Linked DNA regions of Mus musculus: all the other regions are linked to region 3. Evidence: chromatin contacts called from public HiChIP or PLAC-seq and promoter capture Hi-C data. All regions are on one chromosome and are shown on one strand. The core of a region is the stretch at or near the end of the contact, and the rest is flanking DNA. Distances in the headings are between cores, read along the strand shown. Region 1 holds the start of S100a11 (S100 calcium binding protein A11). Region 2 has its middle 17 kb from the start of S100a10. Region 3 holds the start of Them4 (thioesterase superfamily member 4). Region 4 holds the start of S100a10 (S100 calcium binding protein A10 (calpactin)). Region 5 holds the start of Psmb4 (proteasome (prosome, macropain) subunit, beta type 4).

Region 1 (3,550 bases), core at 19-2,518, 790 kb before region 3:
ATCGTGTAAGAAAGTAATTTTTTTAAAAACATGGTGCTAATGTTTTCAAATAAGGAAAATGGGAAAATGGTCACATCATCGGCAGAAATGGAAAGAGGGTGGATCTAATTATTTTTTGAATTATTGTTGGAAACACAAGAGTGTTTGTTTTGGTTTGGATTCTAATTTTCTTATGAGACAAAATCCTACTCTGTAACCCAAGCCGTTCTGGAATTCACTAGGTAGGCCACAGGCTGGCCTTGAACTTGCAGTAGTCTTCCCTCTTCAGCCTTGCACATGCTGAGATTATAGGCAAGGGCCACCATGTCTGACTTCAAGGGTTCCTAAACAAGAGACAGGAACTGTGACTGGTGAAATTGGGGGAGCAGAAACCAGGAAGCATTCACACAATGCCCTATTCACATCTACTCTGCAAGTTGTTCTTTTTTTTGGGGCGGGGGGTGTCTCCTTAAGGGCATCACTCTATGTGATAGACATTCTACGTGCCTTTACTAAGTGGTGAAGGCAGCATGGCTTGTTTATAGATGGGAAAATGGAAGCTCAGAGGGGCCAGTACTTGCCAAAAGTGCTGCAGTGATGTTGTGGACCAAGGATTAGAAGCTGGAAGTTTGTCATACAATTCCCAACTTTATTGAAACACAGACAGGAAAATGCCGCACTTGCACAGGGAGATGTTTAGCTGCAAGAGTTTTCTTAACTGTCATTTTAAAACTTGAAAGCAGGGTGAAAATTATCTCTAGACAATAATCACCAATATTCTGTTGGCAATAATCACTGCCCTTAGGTAGGCCAGATGGTGCACACCTATAATCCAGCACTTGGGATGCGGGGGTAGGAGGGTCCTAAGTTTGAGGCTAGCCTGTGCTACATAGAGAATCAAAGTCAGCTTTAGCTACTCAGGAATACCACGTGTCAGAAAAATTTAAAAAATCACAACTGTTTATTAAATTTCTTCAGTGTAGCAGGACAGCCCCAGCTCCTAGGGACCTACTTGATGAGCACGACTCACATTCTTTCTGCTTATCTGACCTGAACTGCAAATGGACACGTGCATAGAAAAAGAGCTAGGGGCATGACTTCCCCTAAAGCCAAAAATCTTTGAGATTCCAGGGAGAGAGGAACAGAGACCTGTTGAGTCACAGGGACTACAACCAGTGAGCTGAGTCTAGAGCACCGACATGGGGACAGGCCGAGGCCTGCGGAGGGGCGGGGGCCGGGGCGGGCACAGCCTGAGTCAGGCTGAGGGGCGGGACCCGGACCCCGACCGCCACTCCTGTCCCAGCCACCGTCAGCCACAGTCGCAGCCGGACCTCGCTCCTCAACTTGGTAAGCATAAGTTTTTGAACTTTTTAGATTTTTTTCTTTTTAATGAAAACAACAAAGAGCTACGCATGCTCTTGGCTGGGTGTATCTTGGACTAACGTGTGGACGTGGCAGAAAATGGATCGGGAAGATGAAACTGTGGGAGGCAATTAGAGAAGAGTGGAGGGCACGAGGAAGCCCTAAAATTACACCCTAATAACAGCCTGTGGGGAGAAACGGCGGTCTTTTGTTCTCCCGGGCAAAATAAGTTCTAGGCTGGGTGCGGCTGCCTAACTGGCCTGAGCCCGGGCTGGGTGCGGCCGCTAGACTCCCTGGGGCCGTGAGCCCCTGAACCCAACCAGTGGCGGCCGCCAGAGAGCTGCAGACTCAGTGAGAACTTGGGGCAGCGTCGCTAGGCGTTCATGAAGACTAGAAAGAAAGCGGTTCAGAACGTAGCCTTCCTGAATTCTGGGGGACTCAGCTGCGGGGAAACCGCAGGCAAACAGCCAAGACATACAGATGAGAAACCGGAGCCTGTTGCAGCCATTGGAACCACAGACAGGAATGTGGGAGGAGGCCAGTCCCTCCCAGCTCGCTCTTTTCCTCTCCCCCTTACTCCACTCCCAGCCATCTTTTTAGCCACTCCCTACATCACCTGCCTGTCTCCTACCTGCTACTTCAGTTCCCCTCGTTTCTTTAAAAAATGTTTCCAGTAATTCACATCCCCTCCAAAATCTACCCCTTCCTTTGACTCTTCAAAGAGGATCAGCAAATGTTGGAGAGAGGCCCAAGTGCGTTTTTGCCCTAGTCCCAAACTAATTATAGATTTTTATGTTTTTAAATGGTTGGAAGACATTCAAAAGGAAAAGAATCCCTTGTAATGCATGAGAATGGCATGAAAATCAAATGTATAGAGTTTACAGGCACCGCCACACCCTTTTGCTTTATGTATCCTCACCCTTGCTGCCTGACTATGGCAAGAGTGATAAGATCTTATGGAGCATAAAGAGCTAAAAAATATCCACAGCTGTCCCTTTATTGCAAATAACAGCAACAGAAAGCTTGCGGACCCCTGCTTTGGTGTGTCAGTCTTTCATCACTTCCTACTTATTGTTTCCTTCTTCCCCTTTTCATCACACAGGGTACCTAGGGCCCAGCACCAACAGGTTATGAGGTGAAAGGAGATAGATGAGACCCTGAACACTTGAAGGAAGAGCTTTGGTGCTGGTTGAGAAAGAGATAGTTGGTGTGGTTCCCTCTTTTTCACATATTTCTGTCAAGGGGAAGCTTCCCTGGAACGTTGGGTGTTTAGGTTGCGTTTTAAAAGGATCTCACTGCGTCCTTTCACAGTGGGGTTTTCCTTGCTGTCACTGTTCCCATCATGCAAAAGGGCGATGGTGTGGGCCGTGCCCTCTCTTTCAGCCGCTGCTCCACATGGGCAAAACCTTCCCATCTGAGCCCTCTGTTCTAAGGGAAAGAAGAAAGGAGCATCTATAGGCCTGGAACCTCCTCCCCAGTCTAGCGAGTCCTCCGTGCCAACTCTCCTGCTATCATGTGACACACTAATAAGGCAGCTAGATTTTAGTTCTGATAGGAAGAGCATGTTGTGTAAACACTTGTTTCTAGGCTGTGGTGTTTGGTGTTTCCCCCCCCCCCCCCCCCTAACTTACCAATAGTTTTCTCTCCTTCAGACTCTTTAGAAAGAACTTATCTCCAGAAGAAGGTTCAGGTACTCTGGGCATTCCTAGGTGCAGTGAGCCACAGCAGTGCAATTTTGATAATAAGCTGCTTAAGATAGGTGTTAGGAACGGGGCATGGTGGCGCACGCCTTTAATCCCAGCACTCAGGAGGCAGAGGCAGGCGGATTTCTGAGTTCGAGGCCAGCCTGGTCTACAGAGTGAGTTCCAGGACAGCCAGGGCTACACAGAGAAACCCTGTCTCGAAAAACAAAAACAAAAACAAAAACAAAAACAAAAAAAAAAAAAAAAGAAAGAAAGAAAGAAAGAAAAAGAAAGATAGGTGTTAGGAAGAGAGGCTGCGGGGCTGCCAGCTTTTGTCATCTTTAGCATGTGCTGTTGCACAGCCTGAAAGCTTCCAACTTTCGTATCCAGAAAGTCCGTCTTAGAGAGCAGTCAAAAACTAAATACTAAATTACATACATACATACATACAAATCATAGTTAACATCAAGCGAGAAAGTGTCAGGGTGTGGTTGACAGGGTCTAGGAAACCCTGCAGTTGCGCTGCT
Region 2 (3,650 bases), core at 76-2,575, 770 kb before region 3:
ATGTTTTACTGTGTTCACAATGAAGTTTAAGGCTTAAGTTCATTGGAGATGAGGGGGTGGGAGATTTCTAGCCTAGGATTTTAGGATATTCCATTCCACTTTACTTGCTCAGTCCTATCTGTGGTTGGCAGGATCTTCTCCTATGCCTCTTTTCTCTTCATCTTGACCTAATTGAAACTGACAATTTTCCCCATGCTTGTCTGTAATTTTCTTAAAAGGATCTATGGAATCTTGCTCTGTGCCTAGGTTCCTATTACTCTACTCTTGCCACAGCAAGAGAATTGGTTGCTGCTGCTGTTGTTTTGAGATAGTGCAGATTAGGTTGGTCTTGAATATGTGGTCCATCTGCCTCATCCTCCCTAGTGCTGGGATGAGAAGTGTAGCTCCATGCCTAGCTAAATAGTGTTCTTTGATGCACAAAAGTGTTTACTATTGAAAAAGTCTAATAGATTTAATATTTTATGTTATTGTTTTGATGTCATATCCAAGAAACCATCACACCAAGTTCAAGCAAAGTCATGGTTAAGATGCAGACATTGATGGTGGGACTTCTATCTAGAATGAAATTGGGAAGATAAAGAATGCCCCATTATGTTAGGTAGGTACATGAAGGAGAAAAGGCAGCAGTTGTGCACAGTAGTGAACTCTATAAACTTCAACGCCACCTTGCCAATCTGCCAAAGAGGATACCCTCACCAGAACAAAAGAGGCCAATCTGAAAGGTCTTTAGCATATATGTGGTCAAAAGCTCAACTAAGCTCAATAAGTAAATCAACGAAACCCCCAAATGTATAGAATATAAAAACATGAACATATGAAGAAAAAATGAACTAAATAAAGATACTATAAATTAAATCATTAGGCAAATAGATAAAGGCTCCTGAACTGAGTGTTCCATCACCAGTTCATGGCCCAGTCCCAGTGATAAGGAATAGACTTTTACCTCCCCACTGAGCCCGGGAAGACCTGAGTGATTTATCATACCTGCCCACCTCACAAAGACCTTATTGTACTATCTAGTAACTTGGTGAGAGAGATGATGGTTGGACCACACCTAAGTAGTAACTATGACAACGCATACTTTGATTCTGACTCTTCTTAATCTTATAAGCCTCTCCCTATAACCACTAAGGACATTCCTAGATGGCCACAGTCAAGAAGGAATGTTGGGAGGGAGAGGCAAGTCTGCATGATTAGCTGGGAATGGCTATCTGAATGACCTCAGTGGCCTGGGAACACAGCCAGCAGGGGGAGAAATAAGCCTGTACCTCCTCCTCAGTTGGGAATGAAACCAAAGCTAAGCAATGTCTCTGTGCAGAGTCACTGCCTATTGCCCAGCAGCTTAGCTTCAGTGCTGTCATGACACATCACCCAGAAGTCACCATAGTTTCTAGTAGGAATGCAGAAAAACAAACAGAAAGGAATGATGCAAGTCCACGAAGAGATTAATTCTCAGCTGAGGAAGAGATCCAGTGTGAACTGTGTGTGTGTGTGTGTGTGTGGGGGGGTCTGTAAAGTGACCAGTGCTCCCTCCTCCTCTCACAGAATGCTGCTCTTGCAAGATATTTGATCACTGTGTGAACCTTGAGATTGTGTTATTTACTGGGAACAAAAATGTTTTTAGTTGTGGTGTGGCTCAACCTTAGCACCTACCTTTAATTCAAGATCTTTCCGCTTGAATATTGTAAACAGAATTAAATAAAGTCAACTATAGGTCAAGAGGCAGAGCAAGCAACCAGTTGACAGGAAGTGAACACAGGATTATTAAGAAAAAAAAAACATAGGGAGAAGTGGACAAGTTCTGAGTCCCATCTTCATTCCTTAACTGGAAAACAGAGATAAAATAGACACAATTTATTGTCTTTTTTATTTTTTTAATTTTTATTATTTTTATGTACATTGGTATTTTGCTTGAATGTATGTCTGCACATTGTGTGCATGTAGTGAGCACCTACACATGTTGGAAGAGGGCATCCAATCCCCTAGAACTGGTGTAACAGATGGTTGTGAGCCAATCAAACACAGTCCCCTATGCATCTCCCCAGACTTGTTGTTTTTAAATCTCCTGTCCCCTTTTATTTTAATCATAAAGATTTCTACAAAAATATAAAAGTGTAATCTGGCTCACCAGGCTCTGTCGCATGTTTCCTGTTGATATTAATGGTGATAATGACCATAGATAATAACTTACTGATCATTCATAGTGCCATCGAGGAACTTTCTATACATTTTCTGTTACTCCTCTTAAAAAAATCCTAAAGACTCCAGCACTAATACCTGCTTACAAATGGGGAAACAGAGGCACTAGAATTTAGGACTTTCCCCAGGTCTCACAGCTAAATAAGGAACAAGGTCAGGTTAATGTGAGTCAGGTTAACCTGACTTTAACCAATAATCTCTTCTTCCTTGTTCTGTTTGCTGCAATCCCACATTTTCTACTATGTGAGCTTGGTTTTGTCTTTTTCCTTTTTTCCTTTAAGAGCCTTTTTCCTAACTCATCAGACAGCAATGCCTCTGCTCTAAATTCTTTCAGCATGACAGTTTGTGGAACACATCAGAGCTTACTGACATGTCCTTTCAGATCTCTTGAGTCTAGGTGAGGCCTGAGATACTGCGTTTCCGTCAGCTGTGAGGCAGCTGTGAGCAGTTGTGAATGCTCAGCTGCCTGTTTGGAGAAGCCAGGATCTAGTGTTAATCCTGAGATTCATTGCAGAAAAACCAAACCTACCATTTTGGGCCAAACTTAAAGTAAGCTATATTAAATATTAAATATAGACCAAGAGATGGACTTTGGTCAGGACTGTTCCCAGGAATTTCCCAGCTCAGAATGGTCCTGACCCATGTGTTACTAGGGTATATAAGGACAAATCTATAGGCCATCGTACTTTCCCATGAGGCTTTGTTATTTTCCAAGAACTACAGCTCCCAGCATTCCAGAAAGTTACCTAGTTCTTGGGCCTGTGGGGCTTAGGAGTTAATTTTGAGCATTACAGTAGTAGATAGACACATATGCTTTTACTAAGTGTATTTTAAAAATACAGATAATTATCTCTGAAGACCCCTTTTTTCTCTTGACATTTCTGTACCTTACAATTTATCCTTAATAAAAGCTCTTTACTCTCTCAATAGCTCTCTCTCTCTCTCTCTCTCTCTCTCTCTCTCTCGGTGTGTGTGGGTTGGAGGGACATGCCATACATGTGAAGACCAGAGTTCAGTGTTGGGCCTCTTCCTTTATTGTTCTCCACTTTACTTTTGAGACAGAGTCACTCACTGAAACTGGGACTCTCTAATTGGATAGGCCAGCAAGCTCCTAGCTGTCAAAATCCTGTTTCTACTCTTAGTGTTGTATTGAAGGTCAGGCTACTAGGCCCAGCTTTTTAGATGGGTACTGAGGATCCAGGCACTGTGAGCACTTTAAACACTGGGCCATTTTCTAAGCCCTTCTTTATTTTTATAATCAAACTTTAAATGTCTGTGATGCCTCTGCACTTAGCATATGAGAATATCTGTGGCATGGCCCTTCATGGTTTCTGTGTCATGATCTTTGATCTCCAAACACCCAGTACATAATCACTGAATCTCTTATGTAAGTTATTTTTCTTGTTGCTGTGACAAAATACAAGGCAAAAGTAACTTATGGAGGAAGGGTT
Region 3 (3,801 bases), core at 224-2,723:
AACCAACTCTATTCCTTCATGTCAGGCACCTCTAGCTCTAGCCTCCAACAAAAGAGAAAGCTTTCAGATAAAAATGGGTGTCTTGGCCAGGCGTGGTGGCACACGCCTTTAATCCCAGCACTTGGGAGGCAGAGGCAGTTGAATTTCTGAGTTCGAGGCCAGTCTGGTCTACAGAGTGAGTTTCAGGACAGCCAGAGCTACATAGAAAAACCCTGCCTCGAAAAACAAAACACAAAAAACAAAAAACAAACAAAAAAAGGGTGTCTTAGGTAAAAGACAGAAGAACTTGAAGGCATATAAGACTCACTGTGAAACAGAGTAGAGAACAACTATTATTATTGTTATTTGACTTTATTTATATGGGTGTTTTGTCTGTGCACCACATGCATGCCTGGTGCCCACAGAAACCAAAAGAAAGAGAGGGTATCCAATCCCCTGGAACTGGAATTGCAAACAGCTGTGAGCTGCCATGTGGGCGCTCAGATTCTAACCATTGCTTTTAAACTTACGAACCATATCTCCAACTCAATGCAGATTTCTCTTCCTTTCTTTGTTTTTGTTTTGCTTTTTGTTGTTTGGTTTGGTTAGGTTTTTGAGATAAGGTATCATTATGTTGTCTTAGCTGGTTTGAACCACCCACCTCTGCCCCTAAGTGCTAGAATTAAATGCTTTATGACACCACTATCCAAATATTAGACTATCCACAACTCCTTCTATTAGTTTTTCATTTCCTTTGTAATTATCATTTTAAAACTAGTCAATCACAACAAACGCCGGGCAATTGGGGTCAGGGGAGCGTGGGGCAGTCACCACCTGTCCCCTGTGTGCTTGCTAACTGTAGTTGGATCTTGGTGCACCCTTTGACAAAAATAATTGCTTTGCTTCTGTATTCCTTTGTGGGACACTGAGATTCTTCTGTTCCCAGCACAGAAAGAACAAATCAGTGAATCAACGGATAGTCTTTAAACTAACAGGCTCCCATTAGACAGTTTGGGCTAACTCTATCGAGCCAGACCAAGAGCAATTTCTTTGATAGAGACGGTTCTTACTAGAGTAAAAGTTGATATACATTTTCAGTACACAGACACATATGCGCGCGTGCGGAGAGAAGGGGCACCTGAAGAGTGTACCTGTTAAATAGTAGAGACTGACAGAGTTTTAAATGTATGTGCACGTGTTCTACACCCAGAAGACCAACACCATCAACCCGCACCTAGTGGTTATCCACTCCTTGTGTGTGCTCCTGTTCGGCCGAGATGATGAGTCTTTCGCTGGCTGGAGCGTTAAACTGCCTGTGAACAAGGAACTAAACTAGGCTGTCTCGCTGCGCCAGTGCAGTAACCGTGGCTGAGAGCCGGACGCAAAATCTCCCGGAACCAAAAGCGGGTGTAGAGGATTCGGTCCGCCCGGATTCGGAGAGGCGCCAGCACTGTGGGCGGCGCGCGGCTCCGCCCTCCACCCGCCCGCCTCCACAGTTAATAGCCCAGAGTCGGCGTGTGGATAGTGTGGCTCTTTCTGGAACAGAGCAGAGAGCAGCGTCCTGCCCTCGGCTTGAGCAATGCTGAGAAACTGCGCTATGCGCCTGCGCACTCTTGGGGCCACGCCTGCGAGGCGGCCAGGAGCAGCTAGGGTGAGTCCCGGGACGCTTGCTTTCGTGGGGCGAGAAGGGGAGACAGCACGACCGAGACTAAGCTAACACCTGCCCCTGGCTGTGACGGGGCTCTTGGGCTCTTCTGCCCTGAGATTCGAATCGGGAGGAGCCGGAAGGGAAAGTGACTCAAGGTTGAACTAGGTCTGCAGGGATGGGATCGCCACTACTAAGACTGAGATAATAAGAAAGGATAAGCAAGGTCACCCAGAAAACTGTGAAAGAGCCATTATTGACCCCTGGAGAAGACCATTTATCCTTAGCAGGGATCTAATCCTGATAGACTCTGATTCGTTATAACCAATTCAGGAAGAAGTAGACTTCTGATTGTCAGATAATTACTCCCTCTCTAGCCCGTTTTCATCATCTTAGAGGATGTTATGAGACTAAATGAGATAATGCAAGGGAAGCATTTAGCATACCTGGAATGTAAATCTTAAATGTTGCCTGTCCATATTTTTATCCCTGCCTTTGTTCTATTGATGTAGTCAATACTTGTTGAGCTCCAACTCACGCCCGCGTGTGTGTCCGTGTGTACTGAAAATGTATATCGACAGTAAGAACTGTCTCTATCAAAGAAATTGCTCTTGGACTGGCTCGATAGAGTTAGCCCAAACTGTCTAATGGGAGCCTGTTAGTTTAAAGACTATCATATATGTCAGGTGTGATTGGCCACTGACGATAGGTCGTATTATAGTTAGCTAAGGGGAAAAAACGTTCCGCCCAAGAAATTTACGGGTTTAATTTGGGAGAATGGGATCAGTTTGCCAAATCAAATGTTTGTATACAATGTGTTGTAATAAAGAACGACAGCTGACAGGGAACAGCTCTGTATTGAGAAATGAAAAAGAACTTTGATTATTAGGGGAGTGGCATCTCTCTCAAGCTATTGCAGCTTCCTGCTAGACAATAAGAGGGCTGGAGGCCCTGGGTGATAGACACACACACACAATTTTAAAATAATGATGAATGTTGATGTATTGACATCAGCCAGGTACCATCTTGCCGATTAGAAAAGAAAATGATTCGTGCTAGTCTTACAACAACAAATATGAATTAGTTTAATTACATGTTGGAGCCTGGCAGTCTGTGCTGAGCTGAGAACATTACAGCATTAGTATTTGCAGGCCTTTTTTTTTTTTTCATCATGCTGCTTTTGATTTAGTAACGTATCTTAAAAGGAGGCAGAAAAAGTCATAACTTATTTTACAAGTACAAGTCCAACTTCCATAAATGTATAACTAAAGATCAAGCATGACCTTTCCCCTGCTGAGAACAAAGGGTAATGATTATCCCTACAACTTGTCCTTTATTCATAGCCTGTGCTATGAATTTACAAGTGCATTCACCACAAGTAGCGCTTAGACCTCGCCTCTTTGAACTGAAAGTTGAGTTTCTTTTATTTCCCACAACACTGTGGTGTCCAGAAGGTAGCTCGGCATGGCTCCAACTGAAATTAGTAGCTTCACTCCCATTCTCTGCCATCTGCACGTTCACACTAGCAAGCATCTTTTACTTCTAACCTTGCCATCCAAACCACAAGTCTGGAATCATCCAAGACTCCTCTGCTTCCTCTTTCCTGGGGTTAGTAACTCCCATTTCCCTGGGTTCTAGCACTGAGTGTCACTTGAACCTTCTCTTCTTGTTCCTCTGTACCTAGTTCGGCTCTGGGCTATAGCTAGCCCAGATTTTTATCAGTCTTTGCTACTTTTGCTTTTTTCTCACTATTTTAACTCATCCTTTGCACTTGGTGAAACTTTGTAAAAACCAATGCTGTTACTGTGCTGAAGGCTCTTTATGGGAATTGAGCATTTCAACACACCAACTTCATGATTCTTACATGATTGCCCTTTATAAAAAGAAAAAAAAAAAGAGCTAGGCAGTGGTAGTGCATGTCTTTATGCCCAGCACTCATGAGGCAGAGGCAGGAGGATCTATATGACCTCAAGGTCTATAGAAGAAGTTCCAGGACAGCCAGAGCCACACAGGGAAACCCTGTCTCAAGAAACAATTAAAAACAAAGAAAAAGCAAAAACAAAACAAAAACAGAAAAGAAGGAAAAAACTTAATTTATTTTTTATGTGTGTTGCCTCTCGTATGTCTGTGGCAGTGCCTATAAAGGCCAGATGAGGGTGTTGAATCCCCCTGAGATA
Region 4 (3,764 bases), core at 741-3,240, 760 kb before region 3:
CGACACAGAAAAAGCAAAAGTGGGCCAGAGATAGAACTCAGTAGTAGAGGACTTACCTAGCATGTGAGAAGACCTGGGCTCAATCCCGATTAAGCCTGGCACCTCAAAAATATTGAGGGGTGGGGAGAGAATGAATACTAAGGAACAAAAGAGGATACTGTCAATCTAAAAAAAAATCAATATAAAAAAATCAATATAACCATATGTATAGGACTAGAACAAAATACATGAAAATAGTTATTATTTGGTCCATACATTTATAAATAATTATTGTTTTAGCTGCTGTTTTCCAAACCCTCCACAAAGGGAATGTGGTATTTGGGTCAATGGGGTTTCTGAGGGTAAAGGTGCTCTTGTGTAAGCCTGATGACCTGAGTTCTAGCTCCAAATTCCACACCAATGAACTGACTCCTGAAAACTGTTCTCACAGTGCCACGTATGTGCTCTGGCACACATGTACATGGAGGCACATGCACAGACACACAATAACTTTTTAAAAAGCACTCCGACACCTCTATACCTCTATACCTGCCCAAAAGGTTATAATAGATTTTCAGATTAAAGAATCACAATGATTAATTGTTGAGTTCTTATCAAATGTTGCTTCCTCTGTGAATCAGACTGTTGCCCCACTATGGGGCCTTAGAAGCCCCTGTCCAACATTCTTGTACTGCTCATCAACCATAGGGAATTGTTTACAATATCTTCAGAAACCTCGGCGCTCTTTGAAAGAAGAAACTGATTCCCCATCTCTGAATCAACAGGCTCTAGCACAAACTAAACATTCTAAGGCTCATGCCCCAGAAAACCAGTGAGTAGGAGTATTCTAAATTCGATCACATTTTCCCTGAGATTTCCTCCACAGCTGCGACGACCTGGGGAGGCCTGTGGGAAGATTTGGAAGGAAAAACTGCTTTTGAAGAGCCAGAACTGAGGTTTCAGAGACCCTGGAGAAAACAGAGCTGATCCAAGTTGGATTTTCCTGACCTCTGCCGAGACTGTCACGTGGTGGCGCATAGAGAATTCCCTAATTCTGTTTATCCCTTTGGAATCTCTCATCCTTTCTAGGACTTCCCCTGGGAACAGGGGAAACCCCAGTGCTAGGGACTGGGCTGTGTCACCAATAACTGCATTTAATCCCAAACCACAAATAATGTTAAGTATCAGGGAAGGGTGTGGTTGTCAGTTAGGATACACTTCAGTCGTCTCTAAATATCTTCCAGAAGTTTCTTCCAAAGAGCTTTTTAGAGCCAAGTAGAGTCAAGAAGGGGGCTCCGAAACAGATCTTAGTAATATTGGCCACAGCTGAAACTATCGACCAAGCAAAATCACAAACTGTACCAGGAAAGGTGAACCCTGTAACAAAGAAGCTCCTGAAGCTGACAAGCACTAGGACACGCCCTGATCCTCACCACTCAGTGGTGGCAAGGCTAGGCTGAAGCCCAGGGGCCTTGCTTCTGCACTCAACACAGGCGACCCCAAGACCAGGTCCTAGAGCAAGCTAGGTGTAGAAGCGTTCCTCCTGCTTATCTAGGAAATTATTCCTAACCCTGCAGGTTCTCGCAGAGGCTCTTGGCTCTGGTTCTGGCCATTGTGCCTCCCGAGACGGCTGGATTCTTATTTCTACACTCACCCACTTTCTAAAATCAAACCTGAGAGGAAGGGCACGGCCCTGGATGAGAATGCCCTGAAATACTAAGAGCATTCTTCCGCAGGGACGTTTACAATAGGGCTGTCCCTGGGGACGGGCAAAGTTAGTCTGTTGGCAGAGTGGGAAGGGTGTGTGTGTGCGTGTGTGTTGCCTTGTGTTTTGGAGAGAGAAGGAGAGAGAGAGAGAGAGAGAGAGAGAGAGAGAGAGAGAGAGAGAGAGAGAGAGAGAGAGAGAGAGAGCGCTGGTGGGGCGGGGTGGGGGGCAGGAAGGGAGGGATGGGTGGGGAGGGCAGATGCCTGCCCTCCAGGCTCCTCCCGCTCCGGGGCGCCTCCGCCCTCTGTACCCGCCTCGCGTACAAAGACGCGCGGTCTTCGGCACTAGCCTCATCGTGGTGTGCCCAGCTCTTCCAAGGACTGCTGCGCTTCGGGGCCCAGGTGAGTCCCGCACCTAATATCTGCCCTCTGGGAACCCCACACCCGCTTGCTTCGGCCTCCAGCCAGGCTTCGCGAGGAGCCGCGCCCCGCGAGCCTGGGTGGGGCCACCCCTCCAGCTCGCACACTGCTTCGGATGCCCCCAGACTCGCTGGGGCGGAGGCCAGTCTTGTCTGGAGCTACCCCATCCTGGCGTTGGAGCCGCTGTTCTGTTCTCCTTTTCGGCATGTGGTTCTTCATTCTCATCTTTTCTACTTTGCAACTAGTCTTAGAGTTAACTGGAGTTTAGCAGAACCTGCTTGCGCTCTGTCCTAGTTGGCAGTTCCATGAAGCTTCAGGCTACAGGCAGAGCTCAGGCTGTTTGAGCCGCTTTGGCCAGGGAGGACTGGAGGCTTGGCAGCTGGAGGATTCCCTTTCTGAAGGACCCTGCTCTGCTTGTTGCCTTAGCCTCAGTGCAAATTCCAGGTTGCTTCGGAAGGATCTTTAAAGTAGGACTTTCTGTCTCTCTACCAAGTGTTCCTCTAGCTACTCGGATTAAATAAAGGGAACCAGAGAGAGATGGAACGAGAGAGCAGGCTTGGTGAAGAATCTTCAGTCTGGGATTAATTTTCATGTGGTGCAGTGAGAGGGACGTACCTGCTTCACGGCCTGAGCTTGGCAACAGGAATGACTGACCTCTTTCCTAGCCCTGCCTGGGAGGACTCTGGAGAAATTGCTGAGTGGGTGGCAAGCAAAACAGAAATGTGACAGACCAGCAGAGCCCGGATCCACATTCTGAAATCCACAGGACCCACCTCCCTCATTTTCCTACCCCCACCCCCCACCCCAGGAAAGCCAGACACATTCTGCAGGGTGGGGCTAGCACAAAGGGTTCCTGGATTCTCCTAGTGATCTGTGGCCTGTGACTCAGCTGTGAGACCTTGGGTGTGGCCTAGCTGGTTGCTGATTCTCTGTGGATGGTTTGAACAGATCGCTCCCTGAAGGAAAAGAGGAACTGTGCCATCTTCCAGGGCATTTTCCAAGAGGAAATGAGTCACAACTAACTGGCCACCAACCTGCAGGAGGGGTTTCTTGTCTGAGCTGCCTGGAAGGGCAGTAATTAGACTGGCAGAACCATTCCAAGTCTGTCTCTCTCCCCCCCGCCCCCCCCATTCCCCAAGCTTCAGTTTCAGCTTCCAGGAGTGGATTTTTGCATGTTATACTTCAAATTAGGTAGAAACTCTCTGTCAGAGAGCTTGCCTTCGGTGTGTTTCAGCAAATTGCAAACGATAATGCCCGACGTTGGAGCAGGAAGGAGGAGTTCATATAACTCCCTGAAATTTCATTTACCTTAGTCCTCCTCCCATTGCCTATGCACTGTCACTGACAGTCTAAGAGTAGTGTTGTTTGTTTGTTTGTTTGTTTGTTTGTTTGTTTTTGGTCTGCTTGGCATAGAGCAGTTATTTGGGTTCCCCTAATTTCTGAGTGATGCTGTTCCCTGGCTTTTCCTAAATACAACATCAAATGGGCCGTTGTCCTCTTATGCCTGGCCTCTGGCCAGCCTCTGAGCAGTCACCCCAATGTGGTCAGGCCCTGGGCTGGGTGGGGCTGAGGCTGGATACCTCCCTGCTTTCTACTGACAGGAGAGAGAGAGAGAGAGAGAGAGAGAGAGAGAGAGAGAGAGAGTGTGTCATGGAGTCATG
Region 5 (3,899 bases), core at 139-2,638, 580 kb after region 3:
GCCTCTCTTATCAAAATTCCAAGGGAAAGAGATTAACATTGCCTTCTCATTTCTATTTCTCTTCTCCCCATCGCTAGGCCCACTACTTACCTGAGCCAAGTATGCACCATAACCAGTGGCCAGTGAAGGGGCTTCATAAGCTACACCAAGCATGTCCACATAACCGAGGAAGCTAGAGGGACAAACACATCAAAGAACTGATCTAATCTTCCATTTCTTAGCTGTGTCCATTAGGTCTGAATTAAAAGATGGAAATTCTCTGGGGTCAAAGTGCCTGAGGGTGGGGAAGCAGGATAGCTCGGTGGTGAGGGCACTTGCCAGCATGCCCGATGACCCAAGTTTGATCTCTAGAATCCACAATGCAGAAGATGCATGCACACACAAACACACACACAGTACTACACAAGCACAAATACCAAAAGAAGTGTAAAGAACCATTCTGTTTAAAGACTGAAGAGACACTACATAGGTGCTAGGTTAGGCGGTCAAGGAAGTTATCAAATACCTTTCTCCGTCAGCATAGCCTCCAATGACCATGGTGTTCCACAGGGGATTCATCTTGGAGCGGCGGCTGTACATGGCTCTTGTCAACCATGAATGAATAGCTCTAGGGCTATAGCTGTGTCCATCTCCCAACAGCTCTTCATCAATCCTTAAATACAATTGAGAAAGCAATGATAACAGGTCAGGCTCCCCATCCCACTCCCTGTTCTACACACAATTCTACAATCCAAGACCACCCCCCCCAATACCAAAAAGTATTCCAAACATTCACAAATGTCTCAACAATTACCCAAAGTCTCAAGTCCCTCCATCCCGCCTACAGGAATAATAAACGGAAGGCTGTCCGCTCCACTTGGAGGCGACTTACACCATCTGGCCGAGAACTTGTTTCAAATACTGGAAATCAGCGTAGTCTCCCGAGGCACCCAGCATAGTGCTGTCGTTGACTCGCATAATACGAGAGATATTGCGGAAACGAGCCAGGGAGCCGTAGGAGCCCAGCATGTCTGCAGCAATCACCACTCCGCCGTCGAACTTCACCCCGAGTACCGATGTCCCGGTCACCATGGGGTTCCTGAATCGTGAAAAGGGTCCCTGAGCGCGAGGCCGGAGCCCCGATTGCTGGCGCCCGCGCATCAGAGGTCCCCGCATCCCGGCCCGCCGCCCATTCCCGGCGCGGTGAGAGCGCGACTCACTGGGTCCGAGTGATGGGACCCTCGCAGGGCGCCGACGCCGGGTCCATGAGGCCGCTGGGGGTGGCCGGGATGCGGTAAAACTGCCCTGGAGCCGGACCCCCGGCCCAGTGGCCAGCCCGTGACTCCCAAAACGCTTCCATCTTAGTCACCTCAGCCGACAGAAATGAAAGCGCTAGCGTCACCGGAAACGGAAGTGGTCCTTTGCCACGCCTCTCTTCTTCCTGCCTGCCTCTTCCATGGGTCAGGACTCCGGCTCTGTATTTATAAAGCCGTTTGAGGAGTCCTGGTCCAGAGTAGCCGCCAAGACTGACAGAAATGCACAAGGCCGCATCCCCGTATCCCACTGCAGTAGGGATGCCTAGATCCCAGTATTCTGACAATTCAGGAGGAGCAGGCCGTGTGGGACAAGCACCAGGACCTGTTACCATGTGCTTTTTGGATCAATATCAAAAACAAGGCTTGAAGAATCACTGGACCCAAGCTCTCTTACTGTTTTACTTCTCAGAGCCGGCCAATAGAGCAGGCATTATCAACTTATTTGATAGATAAGAAGCCGAAGCATAAGATACAGTGGTTTACCCCGTTACAGTCAATAAAAGGTAGAAAAGATACAAACCAAGGGGAGAGATGGCCCACGTTTATAGCACTGGGGTTCGAATCTAAGCACCCACGGGGTGGCTGACAATCACCTGTAACTCCTCTTCTAGCCCTGAGGGCACCAGGCACTTATGTGGTGAACAAGGGGGGGTGGGGGGGAGAGAAGAGGGAGAAAGAGAAAAATCTTAGTATTCAGAAGGCTGGAACAGAAGGAATGCCTCCAGTACAAGACCATTCTGGACTACACTCAGAGTCCAGGACAACCTGAACTACTGAGAGATCTTGTATTAAAAGAAAAAAGAATCCACAGTGAACTAGAGGCAGTGGAGGAATTCCCCTGCCCCCTCAAGATAGCATACAAAACAATAGGTTTCATTACAGCCTTTTCATCCTAGATGTCGTTTTACTCTACCCTCACTGGTGCCCATCTCAGTGCCTTCCCTGTCTTCCTGCTTCCTCCTCCCTGTCTAAGAAGACCCTTCGTGCTTCCACTGACACGTGTTCTATTACCTTCTAATCCTTCACCCGGGTCCCTAAAGAGCCTTTTCCTTATGAGCACCTTTCTACTTTCCTGACCTAATACACACATACAAACACACCTAGATTCCACATATGAGAGAATATTGATGTTGAAGTTCTGACCCAGAACAATTGGCTGAGGTGCATATTTAACATATTCAAGTCGACATAGCCTCCAGGTTCTCCCAGCATCCCTCAGTCCCTACCTGGCACAACCCACCCTTTACTCTGAACTTTTCCAGCCCAGGGGCCAGGATTCCCCTCCCCACAGAGGCTCTTTCCTATATAATCCAGACATTATTTGTCTGAATATTAATTTTGCCTAATATTCTCTTGTATTTCCTTCAGAGACTCTAGTGTATACAATCCTTTTTTAAAAAAGATTTATTTATTTATTATATGAGTACATTGTAGCTGTCTTCATACACACCAGAAGAGGGCATCGGATCCCATTACAGATGGTTGTGAGCCACCATGTGGTTGCTGGGAATTGAACTCAGGACCTCTGGAAAAGCAGTCAGTGCTCTTAGCCACTGAGCCATCTCTCCAGCCCTGTTTACCATCTATTTGAACATGTCCCTGTGGCTCTTAAAAAAAAAAAAAAGATTTGTTTATTTGGGGCTGGAGAGATAGCTGTTCTTCCTGAGGACCCAGATTTGATTTACAGAACCTACTTGGTGGCTAGTAACCATCTGTAACTCTAGTTCTATAGGGTCTGACATCATATTGCAGTGTGGGCACCAGCCACTCACATGCTGCATCCATACATATACTAAAATAATAGTAACTACCATCATTGCTTCTCAAAATGTTTTGTATGATGGGTGTTTTGCCTGCAGGTGTTCAGGACATGTGTGTGGTGTCTTTCAAAGCCAGAAGAGGGTGCTGTTTCCTCTGGAATTGTAGCTACAGGTGGTTGTAAGCCACCAAATGCTGGAATCAAATCAGCAATTTGCAAGAGCAGCAAATGGTCTTAATCACTGAGTCATCCCTCCAGCCCTTGTTTGTTTTTGAGTCACCATTCTATGTTGGGTATTTTCTACAGACTCACTTACAAGGCTCTCTACACAGCCCAGCCTAGACCTCCCTATACTGTCATGATGGACTCTTTCACTCGTCAATTTGACACGATCTAGAGTCACCTAGGAAGAGAGTCTAGTTCAGGATGGCCTACAGATGTGCTTATAAAGGGGTTTGGTTAACTGAGGTGAGACTAGCACTCTGATTATGGGTGGCCCCATTTCATGGGCTGGACCCTGAATTGTATGAGAATCAAGAGAGAAAAAAAGGAAGCCAAGAAAATGGTGCATGCACTCGGCCTCGTTCTCTGCTCCTGCCTCCCAATGTGGAAGGCTGCTTCAGGTTGTTCCTGCCTTGCCCCCCTGCAATGATGTGCAGTAACCTAGAACTGCATAAGCCAAATGAACCTTTCTATAGCTTCGGGCTTTTCCACCCATGCCTTACTACCTGGGTGGGGGTGAGGGGAGAACCAACTCAGATGTTTAATATTATTTACAAACTCCTAGGCCATAAGCTAAGCTAGTTCCCCGACTAACTCCTAACTTATTTTGTCTTTGTTGTTGT

The links. Promoter capture Hi-C pulls out the DNA fragments that hold promoters and counts their contacts. HiChIP or PLAC-seq counts read pairs in DNA pulled down with a chosen protein or histone mark.
Region 1: a contact with region 3 is called in an H3K4me3 HiChIP or PLAC-seq map of stem cell-derived neural progenitor cells, with 8 times the contacts expected there. The contact joins the promoter of S100a11 here to the promoter of Them4 in region 3. A contact is called at or near these places in 12 of 39 promoter capture datasets (the 3T3-L1 cell line, 3T3-L1-derived adipocytes, the HPC-7 cell line and 9 more), 2 of 484 Hi-C or Micro-C datasets (CD4 T cells and embryonic stem cells) and 1 of 115 datasets of contacts at active chromatin or transcription factors (stem cell-derived neural progenitor cells).
Region 2: a FOXA1 HiChIP or PLAC-seq map of pancreatic cancer cells shows a contact between it and region 3. The contact joins the enhancer-like site here to the promoter of Them4 in region 3. A contact is called at or near these places in 8 of 39 promoter capture datasets (the 3T3-L1 cell line, 3T3-L1-derived adipocytes, cranial neural crest and 5 more), 3 of 484 Hi-C or Micro-C datasets (CD4 T cells, Th1 cells and embryonic stem cells) and 3 of 115 datasets of contacts at active chromatin or transcription factors (forebrain, pancreatic cancer cells and stem cell-derived neural progenitor cells).
Region 4: a contact with region 3 is called in a promoter capture Hi-C map of pre-B cells, with 5 times the contacts expected there. The contact joins the promoter of S100a10 here to the promoter of Them4 in region 3. A contact is called at or near these places in 16 of 39 promoter capture datasets (3T3-L1-derived adipocytes, the C10 cell line, the HPC-7 cell line and 10 more) and 9 of 115 datasets of contacts at active chromatin or transcription factors (acute myeloid leukemia, embryonic stem cells, epiblast stem cells and 5 more).
Region 5: an H3K27ac HiChIP or PLAC-seq map of extraembryonic endoderm stem cells shows a contact between it and region 3, with 8 times the contacts expected there. The contact joins the promoter of Psmb4 here to the promoter of Them4 in region 3. A contact is called at or near these places in 2 of 39 promoter capture datasets (hippocampal neurons and pre-B cells) and 1 of 115 datasets of contacts at active chromatin or transcription factors (extraembryonic endoderm stem cells).

The regions. Positions count from the first base shown.
Region 1 is chr3:93,519,228-93,522,777 of GRCm38.p6, forward strand. S100a11 (S100 calcium binding protein A11) reads left to right here and starts at 1,269. Exons shown (of 3, transcript NM_016740.3): 1 at 1,269-1,326.
Region 2 is chr3:93,536,101-93,539,750 of GRCm38.p6, forward strand. No RefSeq gene overlaps it. Among named protein-coding and RNA genes, the nearest start is that of S100a10, 17 kb to the right of the region's middle. Within about 2 kb of position 1,326, at least 73 of the 459 cell types and tissues checked have an H3K27ac peak or open chromatin away from gene starts, as enhancers often do. A contact at or near this core is called in pancreatic cancer cells, where this site is marked.
Region 3 is chr3:94,308,659-94,312,459 of GRCm38.p6, forward strand. Them4 (thioesterase superfamily member 4) reads left to right here and starts at 1,474. Exons shown (of 6, transcript NM_029431.1): 1 at 1,474-1,630. The coding sequence starts at 1,559. Gm36010 (a long non-coding RNA gene) reads right to left here and starts at 1,395. Exons shown (of 4, transcript XR_867460.2): 1 at 1,214-1,395.
Region 4 is chr3:93,553,127-93,556,890 of GRCm38.p6, forward strand. It overlaps S100a10 (S100 calcium binding protein A10 (calpactin)), which reads left to right and starts at 1,991. Exons shown (of 3, transcript NM_009112.2): 1 at 1,991-2,085.
Region 5 is chr3:94,885,570-94,889,468 of GRCm38.p6, forward strand. It overlaps Psmb4 (proteasome (prosome, macropain) subunit, beta type 4), which reads right to left and starts at 1,389. Exons shown (of 7, transcript NM_008945.3): 1 at 1,200-1,389; 2 at 872-1,078; 3 at 506-652; 4 at 91-172. The coding sequence starts at 1,339.